2 separate regions of the Hordeum vulgare genome follow, and region 1 is linked to region 2. The links are chromatin contacts, called in public Hi-C maps. All regions are on one chromosome and are shown on one strand. Each heading gives the region's core, a stretch centred on a gene start, on an enhancer-like site or on the middle of the called end of the contact. The rest is flanking DNA. Distances are from core to core; before and after follow the strand shown.

Region 1 (6,519 bases), core at 2,920-5,419, 140 kb after region 2:
GTAACATTTTCAGAGCATCATTTTTGTTTTTTTCGTCACGCCTTACTCAAATGTGATATAATGTTGAAACTTTGCAAGCACTTAGAACTTTTGTCAAAGTTCATTACAAAAAAAAATCATTTTTTTTGAATATTTTTGAATTTCTTTTATTTTACTGTTCATGCGGGTGCATTTGAGCTCGGACTCAAATACTCCACGCCTAGATGAAACATACAATTCAGAACAATATAACTTAGATTCACATATCAATCATCTAAGAAACTACCAAAATGTTCTAGTAGATAACTAAAAAGAATTATGAAGGAAGAACAAATCCTTTCCAAACCTCTTTTTGTTCGTCAGATGATTGAGATGTACCAATAAGCATCTGTCGCGAAATATACAGATCGTCCATAAGGAGTGCAGCAAACCTATAATATGTTCTGAAGTTGCTGAACAAAACAATAAAATAATGACTCACCCCTCTTCTCCGCATAATTAACCAAGTGAGCTTAGAAGAAACCTAAGAGATCAATAATGGGCTGAGTCTCATAAGAAAATAACCAAATTTAAGATTTACAAACATAGAAGGCCAACCAACACATCCACCTGAGTTGCTGGGCTAATTCCATGTTGATTTTATAACACCATATCTTGTTTTGTGTGCTCTCCTGGACCAAACCGACAAATCAATCCATGTTATAGTCCTGTGCACTCACAAACGCCCAGAGAGAAAGGATATCAAGGAACAAAAGTGGATACCCACAGATCGTACATCTCGTACCTTCGTATTTTACGTAGTGGTGAGGGGTAAAGCCCATAGGTGGCGCGAAAATCCAGTCTGTCAACTCCAGGGCAGAGTCAAGCGAGACCGTTTCGGCCATCCACATAACCAACAAAATTGAGCCTTGCATTGCTTTCCCCTAATTGAATCGGATCGATAATTGAATCGAATCTACCCAGTCTGGAGGGGGCGAGGGGATTCATTAGCAGTCGGGAGGGAAGCAGCTCACCAGGCCAGGGTTAGAGATGGCGGGTGTGGCGCAAGGTCGGGAGGGAGAAGGGCGGAGGCGACGACGTGGTGGTGGAGGGCTGGATCGACGCAAACCGATGATTCCGTCGAGCGCTGCATCCTCGCGCGCATCGCCTAGGTCGAGGCTGGATATCTCGCCCCGGGTCGATCCCCTCCCATGCCGGATCACGGGCAACCCGCATCGTAATCCCTCGCGGGGCTCGCCTAGGTTGGATGGAGGAAGACAGTGAGTCGCGTCGGCGCATCCTCTTCCTCTGTATCAAGCCGCTCAGATCCCCTCGAGCAAATAGTTTTATTTTCAGGGCAGCGATGGATCGGTAACCCCATACAGGCTCAATCAACCACAAGCCTTAGAAAAAGTCCCCAAAGTAGCGACCCATTAGGACAGGCAGCCCAGATCATCAAAAACTGTCACTCAATGAATGATCTGACGACCAGAACCAGCTAAAATATAACATCCGGCAGCCAGAAATGCTGAGGGCGTGAGAGAGCTCACTTTAGGTTCAGTTTTACTGTCCTAAATGTCCAAATGCCTTGTTAATATATTGAGACCGCTTTGAGGTGAGCTTATTTCCCCGAAGCAAAGCGCTTTTGCACCCTGGAGGTTGATTACTGATAACGCTTTCATGGCCTTCGAGTGTACCCATTACATCAAGCACGAAACCCCCCTGAACATAAGCTTCTATCCATATAAGTTGGACGTGTCAAAGACATATGATCGTGTGGATTGGACCTTCCTGGAGTGAGTGATGCAACTGTTAGATTTTGATCACCGACGGATGAGGTGGATTATGTCATGTGTCAACTCGGTGAGACATTCAATTGAACTTAATGGAGCCTGCTCAGATTCATTTGCACCGTCGCGTGGGCTACGCCAGGGAGATCCTCTTTCACCGTTTTTGTTTTTGTTTGTTGTTGAGGTCTTGCGCCTTTGTTAAAACAAGATGCGAGGGAGGCACATATCACCCCTCTAGGAATCTGCTAGAGAGCTCCAGGGATATCACACCTGTTATTTGCAGATGACACTTTACTGTTCTTCCGAGTCACGGAAGGCGAGGCTACACGCATCAGGGGGTGTTGGATGAATTTGCTCGGGCTACACGACAATTTGTTAACCCCCAAAAGTGCTCAATCATGTTTGGACACCATTGTCGTCCGGCTAACAGGGTAGATGTGGTGTGATTTCTTGAGGTTTAGAATGTGAGCTTCAAAGAAAAATATCTAGGTCTACCAACACCAAATGGGAGGATGTTCGAGGGCCGGTTCCAGAACATACAAGATAAGTTCACCAAAAGGTTTGTAGAGTGGAGTGATCAAATGGCTCAGAATGGTAGAGAGGTACTCATCAAGTCCATTGCACAAAGCATTACCTACCTACTTGATGAGCGTATTCCGTCTACCAGCGTCAGCATGTGATGATCTGACGTGTATGGTTAGAAACTATTGGCGGGGTGCTGAAAAGGGACGCCCGAAGATGCATTGGCGAGCTTGGGAGAAACTTATCCAACCCAAGTCACATGGCGGGATGGGCTACAGGGAGTTCCGGTTGTTTAACCAAGCTTTGTTGGCGCGACACACATGGCAGGTCCTTTCCTTTCTGGGCAGCATGTGTGTGTGTGTTTTGAAGGCCAAATATTTCCCTAACGGGGACTTGGAAGATACATTGTTCCCTAGCAGCCTTTCTCCTACATGGCATGCTATAGTACGTTTAGAATTGTTGAAGAAGGGGCTTATTTGGAGGGTGGACAATGGACGGTCTATTCGCATATGGAGCGATAGTTGGATTCCTAATGATGGTTCAGACCGCCTACTACCCAGCAGGGAAGATGCCGTCTATGGAAGTCTCAGAGTTGATGGATGATCATGGTGGGTGGCGCATAGAGCTCCTCCAATGATTTTTTTTCTCCCAGTGGATAATTTTTTATCAAAATTCGTGTGTCTCATCACATGGGTGATGACGTGCTGGCTTGGGAACCAGAGAAAAGTGGTGTTTTCACAGTCCGGAGCGTGTATCGGATGGCGCTTGAGGATCGTCTTCGTCCTACTTCAGTCGCGACGTGCAGGGCACCGAACGCGCGACAAGCCATCTGAGATTCATTATGGAGGTGCCCTACTCCTCCTAAGGTGTGTGTGTTCGCTTTGGCTTGTAGCCATCGATTGCCTCCCCACCTGGACTAATAAACACCATCGAAATCTTGAGGTTACTAACTTGTGTCCAGTGCCACCGAGCCGGAGAACATATTGCATGCTCTATGCACATGCCCCCTGGCTGTTGTGCTATGACAGGCAATGGCGAAGCAATGGAGTCTCCCGGACATACGGCGAATGATGAATACTGGCCCCGAGTGGCTCCTACAGGTGTTTGATGAAAGGACGGAGTATGATCGCCTATACCTGCTCATGACCGTGTGGCGCTGCTGGCACGTGAGGAATGAGATTGTCCACCACAAGTGTCCACTACCGATCGAGGTATCCATTCGCTTCGTCACTAGCTACATGAATTCGCTAATAGCGCTAGAGAAGGATCCTAACATGGATCATCTGAAGGGTAAGATGTTTGTGGCAGCAGCCCTCTAGGAAGGTAGTATCGCATGCAAACTTGAACCAAAGGCAACCTGCAACATGGGAACGTCCTCGAGCGGGTTGGATTGCCATGAACATTGATGATTCATATGATGAACACTGATGGAATCAGAATTAGTTGCATGCCTTGAAAGCTTAAACATAGCGATTCAATGGATTGATCTGCCAATCATTATCCAATCAGATCGTGTGCAGGTTGCTAAGCTTATTAACAGCACAGCGAAGAACCGGTCGGCAAACTTAATGTTGGTGCAAGAGATCAAAGAGATTCCCAAATGAGATAGAGAATTTTCAGTCAAGCATGTTAGGCGGTAACAAAACCCTGTTAGTCATTTTTTTTTTGCAAACTCTGGTAGAATAAAAAAACACAACGCGGCGTGGCTTCGCTCAGGTCCCGAGAAGATACCTGCTCTTTATAATGCAGACGCTGCCCCGCTTGATTAATAAATTTTGCCGTCATCCCGCAAAAAATAAATAAATAATGAACCGAAGCTTTAAGTTGTTGTACACACACCTTGAAAATTATGATGACAGCCTTCGTTTGATACTCTCATTATTCATCGTGGAGATTAGCAGTAGCGTGCGGTAACCTTCTTGCCCGTACATGCTGACTAAGACCCATGAGCGTCTGTGGTCGCGAAGCCGACACGAGCCGAGCCGAGCCGAGCCGTGCCCGGTCCAAGCCAGGCGTCCAACTCCAACTATCCCAGCCCGCTCGCCCCGCACGCTTTCCCCTGCCCCAAGCCTTCCGCCAACGCCCGCCTCCACCGTCTCCTCCCCCCGCCCATTCGCCACTGATCCCGTTCTAGAACCTTCCAGAAGCGAGCGAGAGAGAGAGCCCGTAGGGGCGGCGCAAGGGCATGGCGATGGCGACGCACACGGGGGTCGCCGCCTCCAAGGTCCTCATCCTCGTCGGCGCAGGTCCTAATCAACCCCCTCATCCCCCCCGCCTGGCCCCAAATCTATCGGTTCCCGATGTCGAAATCCGAATCGGCTGCTATATTTGACCCTGATGAAATGGTGATTTTGCGTCGCCGCAGGCCTGACGGGGTCGATCGTGCTTCGGAATGGCCGCCTGTCGGATGTATTGGCGGAGCTCCAGGTCGGTGGATTCTCAGCTCATACCCTGTTGATTTTTCTCGCTTTATTGATTATTATCAGAGGGGGAGGGGGGGTACTTTTTATCATGAGCGGACAATAGGCTAATAGGAGCGGCACCGCTGACCCGTCTGATAAGAGCATGATTGTAAATCTGCATACATGCTCCTAAGAGCAGCACAGAGTGTCACCGAAACTTACAATTAAATCCGCTTTGCCGCAATCATATATGTACGGAAAGTATAGGACATCGCTTTTGATGATCTCATTTTCATTTTCTGCGTATCAAGTGAAGGCACCAATGCGCACGCCGCAGAAAAAAATAATCATCCATAGTGTTTGCCAAGCACGTGTCAGTGGTTTAGATTTGTTCGTTCTTCATCTTGTAGTAAGTTATGTCGATCTTCAAATCTTTGAGCAACATGTCGTGTTTCTCTGTTTTTAGGAGCTCATGAAGGGCGTAAATCAAGGAGAAGGTTCGAGCGCCTATGACATGGCTCTTATCCAAGCTCAGGTGCGCAGTTGTTTGCAGTTGTTTATACTTGCATCAACAGTTGCATAGATATGAGATATTACACTAATGTCTTTCATTTGCTGTGAAATAACGTCTCTGTTTTTGTTTGTGCATTCCACGTGCTGGTGTTTGATACTAGATTCGGCATTTAGCCCAAGAAGTCAGAGATTTAACTTTGTCAAAGCCCATTACCATATTGAGTGGCAAATCGGACTCCGGAGGTATATACCTATCTGATGCCCCCCTTGCTATGTTTCAGCTTTTCTCTCTTAGCGACCTATGCAAAAAACCCTAATCCACATGCTAAATAAGCCTTCATTATGAATTTGCTTGTATTATCCAAAAATGTTCAGATAGATAGTTACTCACTTAAGCCTGACTCTCCTACAATATCTGCAGCTGAGAGGACGCCTATTTTTTCCGTTATGTGCATCTCCAATCTGATAATGAATGATTCATGAGTTTGAATTGCTTTAAAACTTCTAATTTGGAATATCTAGATAGGCTAATGAACAATAATGCTGGTACATTCAATTATTTCGCCACGATATTTACGGACCTATGACAAAAGCTACTTACCCTCTTACACTTACTTGCTAGTTCTTGTATTATTTTATTTACCTGCATGTGCATTTCTCTTCAGGTGGTTTATCGTCCTACATACTGCCAGCAGCTGCAGTTGGAGCATTAGGTTATTGCTATATGTGGTGTAAGGTAAGATAAGCATACACACAAAAATATGTACGAGTTATTGTCAAATTCTCTGTCTGCCATTTTTTGACTAAGGATCATGAACTGTGTCCTGGTCTTCTTTCTCCAGAAATGTTCTTCTTACAACATTCATATAGAATCAGTAACTGCAGAAAGAGAAAATAGAAATATTTTTTCTTCTTTTTTTGTTATTTGTTTTTCTGCCTTGCTTCTTGCATATACCAGAAATCTCTTGGGAATCATGCTTTTTGCGTGTGTGTGTGTGTGTGTGTGGATCCAACTGTAAGCAGATAAATGGAGCATCTCTAAGTTAATCTTATTCTGTAAAGAAATATTCCTGATATGGTGACAAAACATTCTGATAAGGGTTTCAAATTGACTGTTGCATTGTTTCCTATGGATTCACTATGGTTTATGTAAAATCCTTGGATTTTCTTATGCTAATGACGTCTCCAAGTTGTTGTTTTAAACTATTAATACAAAACTTGCAATGTAGAGTGCATATATAAATTATGTGTGTAAACTTTTATCTTTGATGCGTTTGCTTTCTTATATATTAATATCCTTATGCAGGGATGGTCCTTCTCAGATGTCATGTTTG
Region 2 (6,523 bases), core at 585-3,084:
TCAAACTCAACAGAGGAACTACTAAAGCGTGGATCATTAACAAATGTCACATTCATAGCAGCGACTCTATCAACATAAATTTCCTTTGGAAGACCTCCTAGGAAGAGGTCGAGCTTCGATGCACCCTCCACTATTTTGTTCGTAATCGTATTTTCCACAGCTGATCTAATATGATTGCTAAAAGCATCAATGAATCTACAAAAAGTAAGAGGATACATCAACTGATGTGGATTAAATGACATCTCCCTAAAATTCGTTTGAAAAGAAAAACCCTAGCTCACTTCAGATACATATCATGAGAAGATTTTATATAGAAAAACCCTACTCAAAGGAGTTGAGAAAGTATTCACTTCAGATGTAGTATGGAATTGTGAACCACGTACCCTTGATAAAACCAAGACGATCCTCCATTCAGTGTTATATCCAAGTCTTTCATATAACAGCCACATTCCATAACAAATAGTTTGAGTGATCCATTTTCATTCTTCAGCCCCATGGAAACCCCAACATCCATTCCTTCAACCTTAGTGAAAAGGATTCATGAATATACCTTGTACCTTCTTCCATATACATGTCAAGTCTACTACTAAAAAGTAAAAAAGGTAAAGGATGGGTAACTATCACATATTTCGCACCACAATGAACAAAACGAAGGTGTAAGGTCTGACATGCTAAGAACACTTCCAAGTAAATGTAAAACTTACATACATAAAGCTGCAATTGTTTGCAAAAAAAGGCATGTAATGTGAATCCAGGTAATTAGTTGCTTGTCCAAACAAAAGTAACTTGGTTTTTTCCTTGTCCAAATGAACAACAAGCTTTCATCAGATCAAAATGATTTATGACACATATGACATTTCTAAGTAACTGAGATGCTGTTTAGTTGCTTGCTTCTGTCTAGGTGTATAGCCACACTTAATTCCTATGAATTTTTACGAGTTAGAGTCTAGATCGTAAGTTCAAAAACCCATTGTGCTAAAATGCTGTATGCTGATCAAATCAATCCCGCAGGCTGACCAAATTGAAGCTAAGTAAAAAGTCATGTTGCTATCAATAGGTAGCCAAGATATGAGTATTGCTTCAATTGAAGCTTATGTAAAACAATCATGCTGCACTAATAGGTAGGCAAAAATATCAGTATCCCATAAAATAGTTTGTACTAACTGAATAATACACATAGGCACCCATGTACTTACTGAAGAGATGAAACTTTCTTTACAGCCCATGTATATATGAATTAGTTCTCACTTCTCAGATAACAAAGTTTACTTATATTCTTGAGGATGCAATTACTTCCACTTCTGAGCATCGTTAAGGCTTTATGAACAAATCTAATGCTTGAAGCCCGTCGGTCGTACTTACCTGAATCGAAGCATTCCCACTGTCAGAGATCTTAACGAGCCAGGAGCTGTACGAGTAGCTCCACTCCATGGTGAGGTTGACGCTGGACAAGGACGCGGCCACCACAACCCCCGTTTCCCCGGCGGCGACGGTGGAGTTTGCGACCGCCACGCCGCCGAGCACGATGCGGGACGCGGCCATGCGGACGGCGCCGATGATGGGGATGCTCACGGACCGCTCGATGTCGGGGACGCTCAGGTGAGCGAGGGTGTCGGCGGCTCGGGGCACGAGCAGGTCCTTGGCGAAGTCGAGGCCGGACTGGGAGATGACGGCGGAGATGTGCGGCGAGGCGGCGGCGGGGGTGGAGGTGGGGAATATGATGGTGATGATGATGAGGAGGAGGAGGAGGGGACGGGTGCCCATGGCGGCGAGGGGGGTGGCGTTCGCCATCGTGGTGGCGGTGGTTCCGGCGACGGAAGCGGTAGGCTGGGTGGCGTCGGCGGAGGGGAGCTTGCGAGCTCGCGACGGCTTTGACCGGCCGCGTCTTCAGCGAAGAAGAGTGATTGGGGTTTGCCAGGGTCGACGTGGCGCAAACGTGGCTCGGTTGTTGGACATTCAAAGCTGCATTTCCCACGTTTTGGTTTCCAACTAGAAGTTGTCTTGATTTGCCGTACCATTAATACGATTATTTTTTTAAAGACAGTGCTCTGCGCCGATACGTCAGTCCAAACTTTCAGTTGGTCACATGCGAACCGCATTATCCGTCGACCGTACACGGGTCGCACTGTTAGATTTGTTCATGCAATAAAAAATCATCAATGCAGCAAATTTTAACCACGATGCAACAAATTTTGCAGAAAAAAATATTACCGTGGTTGTAAGAAAAAGCGACACTGATGATGCGTGGTACCAAAACAAAATGCGGGTTGTAGCAAAACAATTCAGTAAACTCGGATTGCAACTCTGACGAACGTGTATGCAATTTTTTTAATGAACGGTTGCAGCAAAAAATGATACCGGCTGTAGCAAAAATTAACACGGTTGTAGCAAAAAATCCGACAAACTCGGATTGCAACTAAACATGGATGCAGCTTTTTTAGTGGACAAAATGTAGCAACAATCACCAACGTTTGCAGCAAAAATCATGTCGGTAGTAGCAAAAAAAAACAGTTGAAACAAAAAATGACGTCTCGGAGCAAAAAAAAAAGGAAGGGTCCACGCACGGGATCGCACGACGCGCGCAGGATCGGTCGAAACGTTCGGCCCGCGCGCCATGACAAAACGTTTCCCTATTTTTAAAGAGACATTTTTAATATAACACATACGCCAATCGTATAAGGCCCGTTTGGTTACCTTCATTGAATAGTGACTGCATTTTTAAGTAGAGTCAGGTTAAGAGAAAAAAAAACATATCACTTCGTTTGGTTGTTCAATATCGTGAGGCGTCACATCTTCCTCCTCCCGCACATGTTCATGAAAACCCCACTGCAGGATCCAGTTATGTAGAATACAACATGCAAGAACAAGCTTAACCTCAGTGGGGTAAGGATGGAATGGCTTTTGATCCAGGATCTTGAACCTGTTCTTCAGATCTCCAAATGTCCTCTCAATGGAGTGTTTGATATTGAACAACTCCTGTGAAGTCCTAGGGTAGTTCCTACCGAGAACTCGTGAAGATGGTACCTCGTCTTCCTGAATGGTGGAAGAACATCTGGTTTGCATGCATAGCCAACATCTTCTAGGTAGAACTTGCCATCAGGGATGTTAATATTGTCATTGAGGATGTTAGCATCATGTGCTGACCCTTCCCAGCCAGCCACCACGTATGTGAACTTCATATCAAAGTCAACAACAGCAAGCACATTCTGGCTTGTGTGGTGCTTCCTCCCCCTAAATGTTGCAGATTGTGACTTCGACACTCTGACAGTGACATGAGTACCATCTATTGCCCCAATGCAATCGTGAAATGGCAATAGAAGACTGTGTTAGTACTCACCTTGTACAATCCTAGCATATGAAGCAATGGACTACATACTGTGTTGTTCACCTTGAAGCATGTATACCATCTTGGGCTAGTGTGGATCTTGTTAGGAGGTCCGTGAGATGGTGACTTGATCATCTCTCCTCTCATCTCCCCAACAGCGTACAACAACTTGAAGTATCTTGAGTTGGTCTCCATTGATCTCTTGAACGTGTTGTGGATGACCATGAATCTATTGTTATGGCCAACAACATGAAGGAATATGGCCACTTGCTCTCCCACACTCGTGTGGATGCTATCTTCTAGCTGTTGGGTTCTACTATAGGTGCATCGCATGCAAATTAAAAAATTCCTACGCACAAAACATCCAAGAACATGCTACGGAGATGGATCACAGATCGTTACCACTAGGCGTGCAGTGCCGTGCAACGGAAGTAGAGTTGGGGCATCACGTTCACGTGGTCCATCTCCTCCTCGTCCGATCTCCCTCGAACAGTTGGTCGCGGGATCCTCTCCCTCAAGCAGTCGGTCGCTGGATCCTGCGTATAGGTTCATCGGAGCGGCACAAGTGTACCGCCTCTAACGGTATCCGCGCGTGCAGGAGGAACCCCGTGCGGCGGATGATACGTCTCCGTCGTATCTACTTTTCCGAACTCTTTTGCTCTTGTTTTGGACTCTAATTTGCATGATTTGAATGGAACTAACCCGAACTAACGCTGTTTTCAGCAGAATTGCCATGGTGTTGTTTTTGTGCAGAAATAAAAGTTCTCGGAATGTCCTGAAAGTTTACGGAGAATTTTTCAGGAATAAAAGAAAAATACCTGCGCAAAGATCCACCGGAGGGGGCGTGCCAGTGGGCCACAAGCCCCTAGGCTGCGGCCACCCCCCTGGCCACGCCGTGAGGGCTTGTGGATCCCACGTGGCACCACCGCCCCCAATCTCAGCTCTATATCTTCCGTCTCGCCCGAAAAAAAATCAGAGAGAATGATTCATTGCGTTTTACGATGCGGAGGCGCCGCCACCCCCCTGTTCTTCATCTGGAGGGCAGATGTGGAGTCCGTTTTGGGCTCTGGAGAGGGGAAATTGTCGCCATCGTCATCATCAACCTTCCTCCATCGACAATTCCATGATGCTCTTCATCATTCGTGAGTAATCTCATCGTGGGCTTGCTGGACGGTGATGAGTTGGATGATATCTATCATGTAATCGAGTTAGTTTTGACGGGGATTGATCCCTAGTATCCACTATGTTCTGAGATTGATGTTGCTACTACTTTGCCATGCTTAATGCTTGTCACTAGGGCCCGAGTGCCATGATTTCAGATGTGAACCTATTATGTTGTCGCCAATATATGTGTGTTTTAGATCCTATCTTGCAAGTTGTAGTCACCTACTATGTGTTATGACCCGACAACCCCGGAGTGACAATAGCCGGAACCACTCCCGGAGATGAACATAGTATGAGGAGTTCATGTATTCACCAAGTGTTAATGCGTTGGTCCGGTTCTTTATTAAAAGGAGAACCTTAATATCCCGTAGTTTCCATTAGGACCCCGCTGACACGGGAGGGATGGACAATAGATGTCATGCAAGTTCTTTTCCCTAAGCACGTATGACTACATACGGAATACATGCCTACATTAGATTGATGAACGGGAGCTAGTTACTTATCTCTCCGTGTTATAGCTGTTACATGATGAATCACATCCGTCATACTCATCCATCACTGATCCACTGCCTACGAGTCTTTTACTACTGGTCCTTGCTACGTTACTTTGTCTAGGTTTGTCCCTTGCTACAAAAGGGATTGGGCCACTTTGCTGCTAGTGATGTCGCTACTGCTGTTACTTGCTGCTGCTGTCACTATTACTGTTCCTTGCTACTTTGTTGTTACTTCTTGCAAGACCCTTTTTCGACACCGTTGCCGGCACTACAAGGATTCTGGTCTACTGCAACAAAATTTATTGCGACAACTATCTTTCGTTTTAATAAGATCCTATATTACCACAAAATTCTAGTTCGTGGCAACAGTATCTACAGATTGCCACAGGTTTGTTTTGTCGCGCCAAGTACTCATTTTGTTGCAATCGAAGCCATGTATTGCCACAAGTTGCATCAACGTTGTAATACGGTAGTGATATTGCAACAGTTGTGTACCGTTGCATGAATTGTTCATTTTGTTGCAATAAGGACTAGGTATTGCAACAAAGTATACCTTTTGTGGTAATATTTAGACATATATTGAAACAATTCTAACATGTGGTGCTAGACATAGATATTGTTGCAATAACATGGCTTTCTATTGGAACGAAAACATGTATTGTTGTAATAGGGCGAATTTTTGCCTCACCTACGTTGTGTTGCAATAACTAGTACATATTGCGACAATTGTGCATCCATATAATACATACAACATATTGCAACAATCCTCTAGTGTTGCGAAAAAGAAGCAACATATTGCAACAATATTCTCTACGATGCTCTTGATTTTGTTTCTTTATTTATTATACTATTTCTCAGGATGTGATTCAAGGGACGCACTAGTTTATAGAGATATTATATGACAAAGTACTTTTAAATACACATTAAACATATCGTTGAATTATTTTTGAATACGCATTGAATATTTTAGTAATATATGTTAAAGAATTCACAATACATAATTAACATTTATAGTTTTTTTTGAAAAAAATCTTAATATATGATGAAAGTTTTTATAATACATATTGAACTTTTTTTATATACCATGAACATTTTCTTAATATAAGATGGACATTTTGTAATACACATTGGACAATTTTGTACAGAGTGAACTTTTATAACATACCAAAATATACAACTATGGAACAAATAAAAATGAACAAAAATAAATAGAAATAGAAATAGAAAAACATTTAGAGCATCTACAACCGAACTTGGCAAATCTGTCCCCGGTACTACTGCAGGAGCGTCAGAGGACATCACCGAGCGGTCCCTCTTATTGGCAGCCGCACATCCACGTACCTCAAATGCGGATTCTCAAATCCAAAAACCCATGCACGTTGATCATACGATATAAATTGCCCGACCAAGTTGGGACCTACTCGTTTCGGCCGAGTTTTCGAGCCGCCACCGCAATTGGCTCTAGCGGCGCCGTGGCGCGTCGACAGCGGGCTGAAGATGAACCACGTTCCTTCACACAATGCACGGAAATAAACTGTCG

Evidence for each region. Hi-C and Micro-C count contacts between places; a contact is called where the count stands out from the background.
Region 1: a contact with region 2 is called in a Hi-C map of leaf, with 5 times the contacts expected there. The contact joins the promoter of LOC123399310 here to the promoter of LOC123399307 in region 2. A contact is called at or near these places in 3 of 6 Hi-C or Micro-C datasets (leaf and seedling) and 1 of 1 datasets of contacts at active chromatin or transcription factors (embryo).

What each region holds. Positions count from the first base shown.
Region 1 is chr5H:475,817,249-475,823,767 of MorexV3_pseudomolecules_assembly, forward strand. LOC123399310 reads left to right here and starts at 4,170. Exons shown (of 12, transcript XM_045093725.1): 1 at 4,170-4,516; 2 at 4,636-4,697; 3 at 5,139-5,207; 4 at 5,347-5,428; 5 at 5,851-5,921; 6 at 6,492-6,519. The coding sequence starts at 4,456.
Region 2 is chr5H:475,676,314-475,682,836 of MorexV3_pseudomolecules_assembly, forward strand. It overlaps LOC123399307 (putative BPI/LBP family protein At1g04970), which reads right to left and starts at 1,835. Exons shown (of 6, transcript XM_045093721.1): 1 at 1,363-1,835; 2 at 384-523; 3 at 1-195. The coding sequence starts at 1,791.